Linked DNA regions of Mus musculus: region 1 is linked to region 2. The links are chromatin contacts, called in public HiChIP or PLAC-seq maps. All regions are on one chromosome and are shown on one strand. The core of a region is the stretch at or near the end of the contact, and the rest is flanking DNA. Distances in the headings are between cores, read along the strand shown. Region 1 has its middle 130 kb from the start of Gm36865. Region 2 has its middle 94 kb from the start of Gm39035.

Region 1 (5,300 bases), core at 1,020-3,519, 290 kb before region 2:
ATATGAAGAGAAACAGTTAAAACATACCAACCTCATTTCTGTTCATCTGAGTGCATGCAAGCATATTTCTTTACTGCTGGATTGCGTGACAATATTTTTCCAAGATTGACACTTGACCCTTCAAATAAATAAAAGTTCCCCTTTCAGCTGATAAATTAAGTTAACATGCTAATGCGTGATATAACAACATGCTAATGTGTGGTATAAATACATGATCCCTCAGCCACAGGCACTAGATCGCTCCATCAGGATTTTACTGTGTACCATGCTCTGTCTAAGAAAATTAGCATATTTGATCACAGCATGTGCAACACTGAAGAATATCATCAACATGAGAAATAATTGATCAAGATCAAGGAACCAAAACGATTTTTAAGAATAATTTAAAAGTTCTTTGGGATTTTCATACCATATATCTTGATTATATTCATTCCTTTATTTGTTCTTCCCATGTCCACCCCTTTCTCCCTAACTTCCTACATTCATGTTCCCTTTGTCTTTTTTTTTTTTTTAATCCAGTGAGTCTAATTTTTGGTTCAAATATTCTTGCTTTTTTAGGACCAACCCCTGGATGGTGCTTTGTGTATCATGGGTCAAACCTTTAAAGAAAACTGACTCTTCCTTTCCAAGAAGCTCTCAATTGTCACTGGCTCATCAGCTAGAGGTGAGACTTGGGACCCATTTGCCTGTTCCATTCTGAGATTTTGTCTGGCTTGAACTTGTTCATGACATATGCCTGTTGTCACAACTGCTGTGAATTGGTTTGTGCAATTGCCCTAGCATATCAGAAAACCCAATTTCCCTGTAGTTGTCCAGTCCACAGTCTTAGGGCCTTTCCAAACCCTCTTCTTCAGTAGTTCCTGAGTCTTGTAAGGAGAGTGTGATAGAGATGTCTCAGGTAGGGCTAAGCTCTCTACAGTCTCTTCTTCTATTGACCAGCTGTGTATGGAGCTCTGTATTAACAGCTGTCTACTGCAAGAGGAAGCCTCTCTTGTGAGAGCTGAGAAATGCATGAATCTCTGGACATAGCAAGAAGGATTAATAGTATTTCTATTTAGCAGGATTGTAATAGATTCTACCATCAGGCCTCTGACTTATTTAGCTATTGGTTCTTGGTTTGATTAACAGTATGGGTTTCATCCTACAGTGCAAGCCTTAAAGTCATGAAGAAAGTATTTGATTGTTTTTATAACATTCAGGCCACTATTGTGTAAGTCACCGTAACTGACTTATTATTTTGGCTTGCAGGGTTCACAAGTGGATGAGGCTAATGCCTACTTTGCTCCTTCTGTTGTGCACCTAGAATCTTCCAGCACTATGACAGCTAGCAGCTGAGGAAGAATACCCGAATTTTCCATTTCTGTTCAATATAGTATTTGAGTTCTTAGCCAGAACAATAAGAAAAATGAAATAGATAAAGTACAGGTAGGAAAGCGAAAAAGTGAAAGGATCGTTATTTGAAGATATGATTCTGAATATAAGACTCTAAAGAATCCACTAGAAAACTCATGCAGCTGATAAGCATACTCTTTTCCTCCCCCAACTCCTCCTGGAACTTACCCAACCAATTTCATATTCTTTCCACATTCTCATAAACAAATAAATTAACAACCTAGATTTAAAAACAAACAAAAACAAAACAAGTACCAAAACAAAACCAAAAAAGGCACACAAAAACATCATATTTATTTTGCATTGAGGAACTCTTCTTGGTCCTGGGGCCTGCTGTGGCATGTCACTGATATATTGACATTTTAATTTGAGTCTTTTCAACCAAAATATTCTGACAAATACACTGGTGTATCTGGGCTCAGCAGCCAAGAAAGTCTTGGGGAACACTGAGTTTGATGTTTGATGTCAGTTTACTCTCTACTTCCTTTTTCCTTGTAACTTGAAAAATTAAAAACCAAGGCTTAGATTCATCAATGAGAAGTATGAATCATGTACCGCCTAGAGACGCCTATTCCCCATGTCATGATGTGTTATCCAGGAAGCCTGATGACAGAGCCCCTTTGTAATACTTACTTGGGAAGTGAGGTCTGACTTAAACCATTTCATTTCACATTTATGTAGAAATAAATGCTTCAAAGCATTTTTATAAATGTTCCTTCTGATTTCTCCTCCTTCCACCCGCATTGTACAGGACGTGTTGGTACCTATCTGTTGAGTCAGCACTAAATTCTACAGGAACACATTCAGAGGGATTAGCGTTTCCTCCACGGTGTCTGGCATCTTTTCAATCCCGGATGTTAAACTCGGGGAAGAACCAGAATGCACAGGCACTAACTGGCCTTGGTGACTAACACAGCCCCCTTTCTCCTCCAACCCACCGAGTAGCAAAGGGTGTTCCTGCGAAGAATGCTCCAGAAAGCACAGGCATCTTCGATGCTACTGGGTGTTGGTTTTGGGTGAACTGTATCTTATCTGGCAATCCTTTTTTTTTTTTTTTTTTTTTTTTGAGCAAAAGATCTTGGATTCATGAGCTGTAAAGGTGACATTCTGTGGTGGCGAAGTGAAAGCTTACACAACATAAGTAAAGTATGAGCCATTCATGCAGATTTTAAGCTTCAAAAATTCCCTTTATCTTGTTTTGCTCTCTTTTTATCGAGTCTGGAAGCAGATGGCACGATGCTTAACCTGGCAACCATCTTTCACCACAAGCAGCATTCGGAATAAGTGGATCTGACTGAAGGGCATCAGCTCCTGCTGCTAGGGACTCTCTGGAAGCCTCCTTTTTTTTATTCCCATTCTTCAGTTGTCACCTGTGGCAGGAATTGAATGCCCTTTCCTTCTTCCTCCTCATGACTCCATTACAGTAAACACCATGTGATTTTTCAATGTCTAGTGAATGGAACAGATTGACTGTATTTCTTCCTGCTGAGAGGTGGCAAAGCTTTAGCAGGTGTGACTGACTTTCTGCTTCATGTCACTCAGGCTATGGACATTTCTGGCCCCTTACTCATCTCGAAGATGGTGCCCTCATTTAAAATGATAGAAATTACCATGATGTCTAGAATCTGAAACATGCTCAGGATACATTAGTTTTGTCTGGTGCCAATCTTTGTGTGGACTAATGAGCACAACAGGCACCTATTGTTTACAAATAGCAATGCCATTTTATTATTTGAACGGAGCTTAGAGTTAATGGGTTAGGGAACCAGGGAGAGGCTAGATCTCATAATATTCTTCCTCATACTTTGTGTATGTAGTCAGGTTTTGAAAAATGCAGCAGAAATACACTGACAATACTTAGAAGTATTGCATACTATGTGGGTTATGGTTTTGTGGTACTTTGAGAGAAAGCAATAGTTCCCAGAATGCACAGCCTCATGAGACATCATACCCAGCAGTCCCCAACCTTTTAAACCATAAAAGTACCACACATAATGAGAAGTAGCATCTAAATTCTGAAATTGCTGCCTCTGCCAGTCTTTTCTCCAATGTATGTCCTTGACATCCAGCCAAAATGAGGTGCTTGTGATTGTACGGGTGTCTCCATGGAGCCCCTGTTCTATGCCAGTACTTTCCGAAGATTGCTATTCCTCATTACTATGGCTCTATAGCATAACTTGAAATCAAGTATGGTGATGTCCCCATATTGTTCTATAGGCTAATTATTGTGATGGCTACTCAGTACCCTATTCACTTCCATTGTAATTAGGATTTTTATTTATTTATTTATTTTTTTTACATCAGCGAAATACATTTTTGGAATTTTGATGGTGATTACATGGAATCTGAAGCTTTGGGCATTATAGTGATTATCACAAGAGTAATCTCCAATCCATAAGCATTCGAGATTTGTTAATAGAAGTGCCTCAAATAGAGAGAAAAATGAGAGGAAGATCTTGGGAAATCAGAAAGGAGAACAAAGGATAAAAGAGGCAGTTGGAATGGGTTGAGCACTCAACAGGGTCCTTTTCTTTATGAGTTACAAGCCAAATCTAGCTCTTGAAATAAAGGCTAGGATGCCACCCAGTACTCAAATTATGGATTCTCTGTCCACTCTTTTCCCTGGGGCTCAGAGAGCTATGTGGCAGAGGAGGCTGAAAGATTGTAAAAGGCAGAGGAGATACATGGCACCAAGAAACAGCAACTCTCAGACATAGCAGGAGCTACACACACATGAACCCACACAGCCCATGGTAGCAGACACAGATTCAAGCCAGTCTGGCTTCAAGAGCTGAGAAGGGCAAGTGGAGAGAGGGAGAGGTGGACACAATCTCCCATCCTTAAGCAATAAGCTGTTTCCAATTGACAACTGATTGCAAAGGAAAAATTAGTTTTCTTTAGTAGGATAACCCTGCATATACAATCTGTACTAAACAGAGAAACAGAAACCAAGATATAAAATATCAGGTTTCAATGTCAACCCCCCCGCCCCCAAATAGTTCAATAAATTTTTATACTTGAAAAATAAAAGAAAGCAAACATTTAAAATTATCATTTTCAAATACACAAATTTTGAGCTTTGGAAACTTTTTTTTCTTTTCTGTTTTAGAAAAAAAAAAAGCATGACTCAACTACATGAAAAAAGGTATAACACTCCAAAATAATGTGTTTGACTTTGCTTAATCTGGTCATCATAAGCTAGCTTGTAAGCAGACAGTTCTGAGGATGACTGGGTAATCTGTACATGGCTTGTGAATCATTAATATATATATATATATATATAGATAGATAGATAGATAGATATAGATATAGATATAGATATAGATATAGATATAGATATAGATATAGATATAGATAGTTGTACTCACAACACATATTTGTGCTTTTATCTATCCATCAGTTTCTGGATGGAGGAGTCAAACAGTATTTCTCGAATTCAAAGGACGTTTTGTGACTTTTGATGGCCCAGTGCTTAAGAGCACTCCTTGCTCTTCCAGAGGACCTGAGTTTGCCTCTCAGCACCTGAGGCAGACAGCTCACAATTGCCTGTAATTCCATCTCCAAGACTTCTAATACCCTCTTCTAATGGTTTCTGGCACCAACATACCCATTGCCTTAGTTAGGATTTCTACTGCTGTGCTGAAACACCATGATCAAAAACCAGGTCAGCAGGAAAAGGGTTAATTTGTCTTACACTATCACATTGTGGCTCATCATGGAAGGAAGTCAAGACAGGAACTCAAACAGGGCACCTAGAGGTAGAAGCTGGTACTGAGGCCATGGAGGCGTGCTGCTTACTAGCTTGCTCCTCCTAGCTTGCTCATGCTGCTTTCTTACAAAGCCAGAACCACCAGCCCAGAGGTGGCACCACCCACAATGGTCCATGCACTCCTAAATAAGACATTTAT
Region 2 (5,144 bases), core at 529-3,028:
TTCTCTATCCTGATACTACAAATTTAATTTGTGTGTGAGAAATATTTGCGTATAAAACAAAACACAATCAAACTAAAATTATGCACGCCCATATTCCTGACATTCTGATCTAATATTCATCTTGAGCATGAGAAACATCTAAGACATCCAAAGGGATTATAGTATACCCCCAAATGGAGCTTGTTTCTACGGGAAAATCACTTAGAAAAGTACTACCCTAAAAAGCACTGCTCCAATGATACAAATCTCTTCTACATGACCAAATTAAAAACCAGACTGATACTTCTTAAGTATTTCAGATTAAAACAGAAAAGCACCTGAAAGCAAGTTTGTAAGACCAGCTTGCTGAGGAAGCCAAACCTTAGATGTCTGCACATGAGGTGAAGAAAACAGAAGCTTGAGTCAGTCTCCTTCCTGCAAAGCAGAGCTGAGTAGACCATCTCAAGAAAGGATGGCGAGAAGCCTGCACAAAGGCGCAGGGTCCACCCTGAGGAGGAAATGCAGTAAAATAACTCACCACATTTAGACTTGTAAAAAGTCAGAAAACTCATCAGCTTTCCTGCTGGTGTTTTGATGTCTGTTAGTAATGTAAAAGAAAGTATTTTTATTTCAATGAATACATCAGAATACATCTTCAGTTTGTTTAAAATATCACATATAGCCAGGATGATAATCTTAACATCTGAGATACTGAAGAAGAGAGCAATCGTGAGCTCAAGACCAGTCTATGCTACACAGTGAATCCCAGGTATCCACAAAAACATCTGAAGAACATAAACCTAAATATGATTCTTGAAGAGAATACCTCAAGGAATTTTGCCTTAATTAACTTTCTGATTAAGTTAGTCACGGCAGCTCACCCCTGTAATGCCAGCCTTTGGGGAAGGAAGGAAGGAAGGAAGGAAGGGAGGGAGGGAGGGAGGGAGGGAGGGAGGGAGGAAGACTGCTGTGATTTCAAGACCAGCATGGGCTATATAATGAATGCCATTATAGCCATGGCTGCTGAGTAGAACACGGTTCCAAACAAAACAGAGACTCAGTGGCACTGGAGAAATGGCTCAGTGGTAAAGAGCACTTAACTGGTTTCCAGAATTCCAGAATACTGTTTTCCAGAGTTCAGTTCCTGGCATCTACACCAGGTGCCTCACAACTACCTGCAATGTCAGCTTCACTCACATGAGTATACCCAAACACAGATGAACAAAACTAAAATAAATCTTAAAAAAAAAAAACAATTAATGTGTGGATTACCAAACCCACCCTTAAGTTTATTTATGAAAAAAAGGGGTTCCATTAAAGATAAGAACAAGATTAGAATGCTAAGTGACAGTACTGGTAAATGGTGGGGATATCCTCTGAATACACCTTTGGTCTATTGATGATCTTCCAAGAAGAATACAATCAGGATCATAATGAATTTATCAAATGATGTCTAGGGCTGAAAGAGTAGATTGCAAGTTAGTGTTACTAACCTTTTAAAAAGAGGCTGTGGATGCTCATGTTGTACATTTATCCCGTGTCCTTATGTTTTAAGTTGTACAGCAGAAATACACAAAAGTCTGACCATGGTGGGTGGCAGGGTGGCTTTATAGGAAGATAACTTTAAAGTTTATGGAGTGTTTATATGGTGTTAGAGGTTACCCTCCTTCTGCCCCAAAGTGACATGTGTCATTTTCAAAATCACGAAAAAAATAAATGATACATTTCCAGTATAGACAAAATTGCATGAGTCACATGGAGATATTATGCCAATTATTCATGAAAATATTTCAGCGACAGGAGTAGAAGCAAGATTGTTCTGCTACTGAAGCCAAGACAAATAATCTAAGGAGTTGCTCTGAAGTTAGTTTAAAATTCCTACCGTCGCTGCTTCTTGTGGGGACTGCAGTGATAAAAGAATACTCCTATACAAACCTGTGGAGATTATCCCAATATAATTTTCACAACAGAAAATTCAAGGTATGGTGTTGCAGTTTGGACCCCAGTCATCCTCTTCTGGTTTCTTCCAGCCTTTCTGACCTGGAAACCCAGGAAATATTAATTGCCAGGCAAATATTAAATTGTTTTTTAGAGTTGTGCTTTGTTTGTCTTGCTGTGCACTATTTGAGATAGTTGCCAATATTGAAATATTGGGATCCTCCATCAAGAGATTGGGGGTCTTCTTAAAAACACAGACTTTGTTAGGGTTGAATCCCTGCTCTCCAAAGGGGAGTTTGGCCCATTTGCTTTACAAAACTGACACCAACCCCTGTCTTTTCTCTCCCTCTCCTATTGGCCAACGTCCCAGGGAATGGGTTTTGCCACACTTTGATGGTGTGTCCCACAAATACAGCCCCAAAGACACACATCCCTTCAATGCCTTCAATTGTTGTCACTTTGAGTCGCTAAAAATTGAGAAGAATGCTTTGTGCCATTCTACCTGTCTATCAGCAATTTTCATTTGCGGGAAAGCAAGTCTAAATCATGTCTGAGCACACTTGATGTACCCATGAATCGGGAGGTATAGATCTTTCTGAGACACCAAAGACCTCATAGGGTCTCTTCAGGAGTCGCCATTAGAAAACTGAGATAATAAAGTCTGTTAAAATTAACCAAAGTCTAAAGGCTCCCCTGTTGTAGAAATACAATGGTGTTCCTCCTATAAAACAATATGAACTAACCAGTACCCCCAGAGTTCATGTCTCTAGTTTCATATGTAGCAGAGGATGGCCTAGTGGGCCATCAATGGGAGGAGAGGCCCTTGGTCTTGCGAAGATTTTTATACCCCAGTATAGGGGAATGAGAGGGCCAGGAAGTGGGATTGGGTGGGTTGGGAAGCAGGGGGAGGGGTGAGGGTATAGAGAATTTTCAGAGAGGAAACTAGGAAAGGGTGTAGCATTTGAAATGTAAAGGAAGAAAACATCTAATAATAATTATAATAATATCTATTACCAAAAAAATAAGAGAGAAAAAAATTATCATGGTGGCCAGCTAAACACTGTACAATGCTCCCACCCTGTGGCCAAATCATGAAGCAGCTCCTTTATCATTACATGAAGTCATCATGCCATCTTCTGGGAAATTCTGGGACTGCATGACATGCTATGGAAACATTCAAAAGCCCCAAATCTAAATACTTATAAATATTCACACCAAATTGTGTGCATGACTGTAAACTGTGGCTTACTAATTGTGGATAGCTGTGGAATCACCTGGCTAATGCCTAGAATCTTGGTTCTAGGAGATAATGCAGATGTTTACACCAGGAAGTTGAGGAACAATTATGTTGGGGGAGAAGAGACTGAGAAAGTCCCCAATTCAGATGGTTTGGGTTGGCGATTCCCAAATGTTTCCTGTTGGTCCCATCAAAACTAGATAATTCTGGACAGTGGTGGCACATGCCTTTAATCCCAGCATCTGGGAGGCAGAGGCGTGTGGATTTCTGAGTTTGAGGGCAACCTGGCTTACAGAAGGAGTTCCAGGACAGCCAGGCCTATACAGACAAACCCTGTCCTCCCCCCCCCCCCACACACACACAAAAACAAAACAAAACAAAAACAAAAACAAAACTAGATAATATCTTGATAGAGATCTGAGGGTTTTGTTGTTGTTTTGGTTGGTTTTGGGTTTTGGTTCCTATCTCAGAAATTTTAATTCAGTGTGTCTTTTCTAGGATCCTTGTAGTCTGCATTCTAAAGATCTCTTCTGATGGTTTAGTGAGCACCATGCCTAGGGAATGGTGTTACCCACAATGGACTGGGACTTCCCACATGAATTAAAACAATCCCCACAGACAAGTCCAATGTAGCCAATCTCTCATTGAGACTCTTCCCAGGTGATCCTAGAATATATCAAGTAGACAATTAATAGTAACAATCACATCAACGAAGAGGAGGAAGGTTTGTCAGAACACAAAGGGGATTCCAGGTTAGCAAGAGTTGGTATTAGTGCTGGGAAGTATAAGGGAGAGAAAACTGCAGAGTGTGCTTGTGTCTCTGCTTTACTACACCACACAGCCACTACCCAGGCTTTCATTCCTTGCCCCTGCTTTTGATTCCATTGTCTCCAGAAGAAATGGGAAATATGGAAAAACTGGAGAGACAAAGGGAGAAAATATAAAGACTACAGCCAGCACAACATGGTTTATGAGAAGGGTATAATGGTAAGTAGTCTCTGGCATGAACCCCAACTGCATGCTAGCTGTAGGGGGCGGGGGGGGGCGCAATGAGAAGAGAAAGTCTGCAGTAGCCACTGAAGGAAATATATCAAGAACACAGATGTCTAAGCACCAGCAATAACGATTTTCAAAGCAATGCTCAGAAAGTATTTTATTTTTCTAGATGGGCTGGACTGTTAACGGAATGAATTCTCCATTGAAAGGACAGCATTCGGATGTTGAGAGTGTGCTTCCTTAAGCCTCATTTTATCTTGTTTAAAATGAAGGTCTGAAACCAATGTGATCTTGGCGCCCTGTTGGCACTAGCAGACTCCACATCAACTGCTCAAATATCACACAGTAGTCAGAACCACCACCCAACTTCCTTTACTACTTGAGAATGAGCCTATGCCAGATATAGATGACCCTAAGGAACTTGACTATTCTTTGTGGTAGCGCCTGTTGGGGTCATAGTTCATGGGTGAAGAAGTAGGGTTTACAAAGGTTAGGAAACTCGTTTAAGTATTCACAGCTTGTAAGCAGCAGAGCAAGGCTTCAAGGCCGGATTCACTCAGCTCAACCATTACTCTATACCACAGCTTCTTAGAGTGTGGGTTGTGACAAACGTACATCAGGATGGAGTCAGGAAACAATAAAGTGCCTTTTGATTTTTCTGCCTCTTCGTGTGTGTGTGTGTGTGTGTGTGTGTGTGTGTGTGTGTGTGTGCATGTATACATACATGTACATATACATATATTGTTGCCTGCTGTCTTTATCTCTTCCTCCTTGGCCGTATTTCTTCAATAAAAGTTTTCTGATGGTGGAGCAAGGAAAATGAATTTGAGCTCACACAGGAGTTTTGGGCAGTATTAGCCTGTTTTATCAGGACTTCTTAGTAGCTTTGCTTCTGCACATACATGCATACTTTGTCCTGCACATGCTGTCCTGCCTTGTAATGCTAACAAACTCCTCAGCCTCAAACACCCTATGCATCCCAGACTTGTATAAG

The links. HiChIP or PLAC-seq counts read pairs in DNA pulled down with a chosen protein or histone mark.
Region 1: a contact with region 2 is called in an H3K27ac HiChIP or PLAC-seq map of the NIH/3T3 cell line, with 9 times the contacts expected there. The contact joins two enhancer-like sites. A contact is called at or near these places in 6 of 484 Hi-C or Micro-C datasets (the 3T3-L1 cell line, 3T3-L1-derived adipocytes, cranial neural crest and 3 more) and 2 of 115 datasets of contacts at active chromatin or transcription factors (the NIH/3T3 cell line and embryonic stem cells).

Annotation. Positions count from the first base shown.
Region 1 is chr7:72,689,005-72,694,304 of GRCm38.p6, reverse strand. No RefSeq gene overlaps it. Among named protein-coding and RNA genes, the nearest start is that of Gm36865, 130 kb to the left of the region's middle. Within about 2 kb of position 2,269, at least 32 of the 459 cell types and tissues checked have an H3K27ac peak or open chromatin away from gene starts, as enhancers often do. A contact at or near this core is called in the NIH/3T3 cell line, where this site is marked.
Region 2 is chr7:72,398,130-72,403,273 of GRCm38.p6, reverse strand. No RefSeq gene overlaps it. Among named protein-coding and RNA genes, the nearest start is that of Gm39035, 94 kb to the right of the region's middle. Within about 2 kb of position 1,778, at least 4 of the 459 cell types and tissues checked have an H3K27ac peak or open chromatin away from gene starts, as enhancers often do. A contact at or near this core is called in the NIH/3T3 cell line, where this site is marked.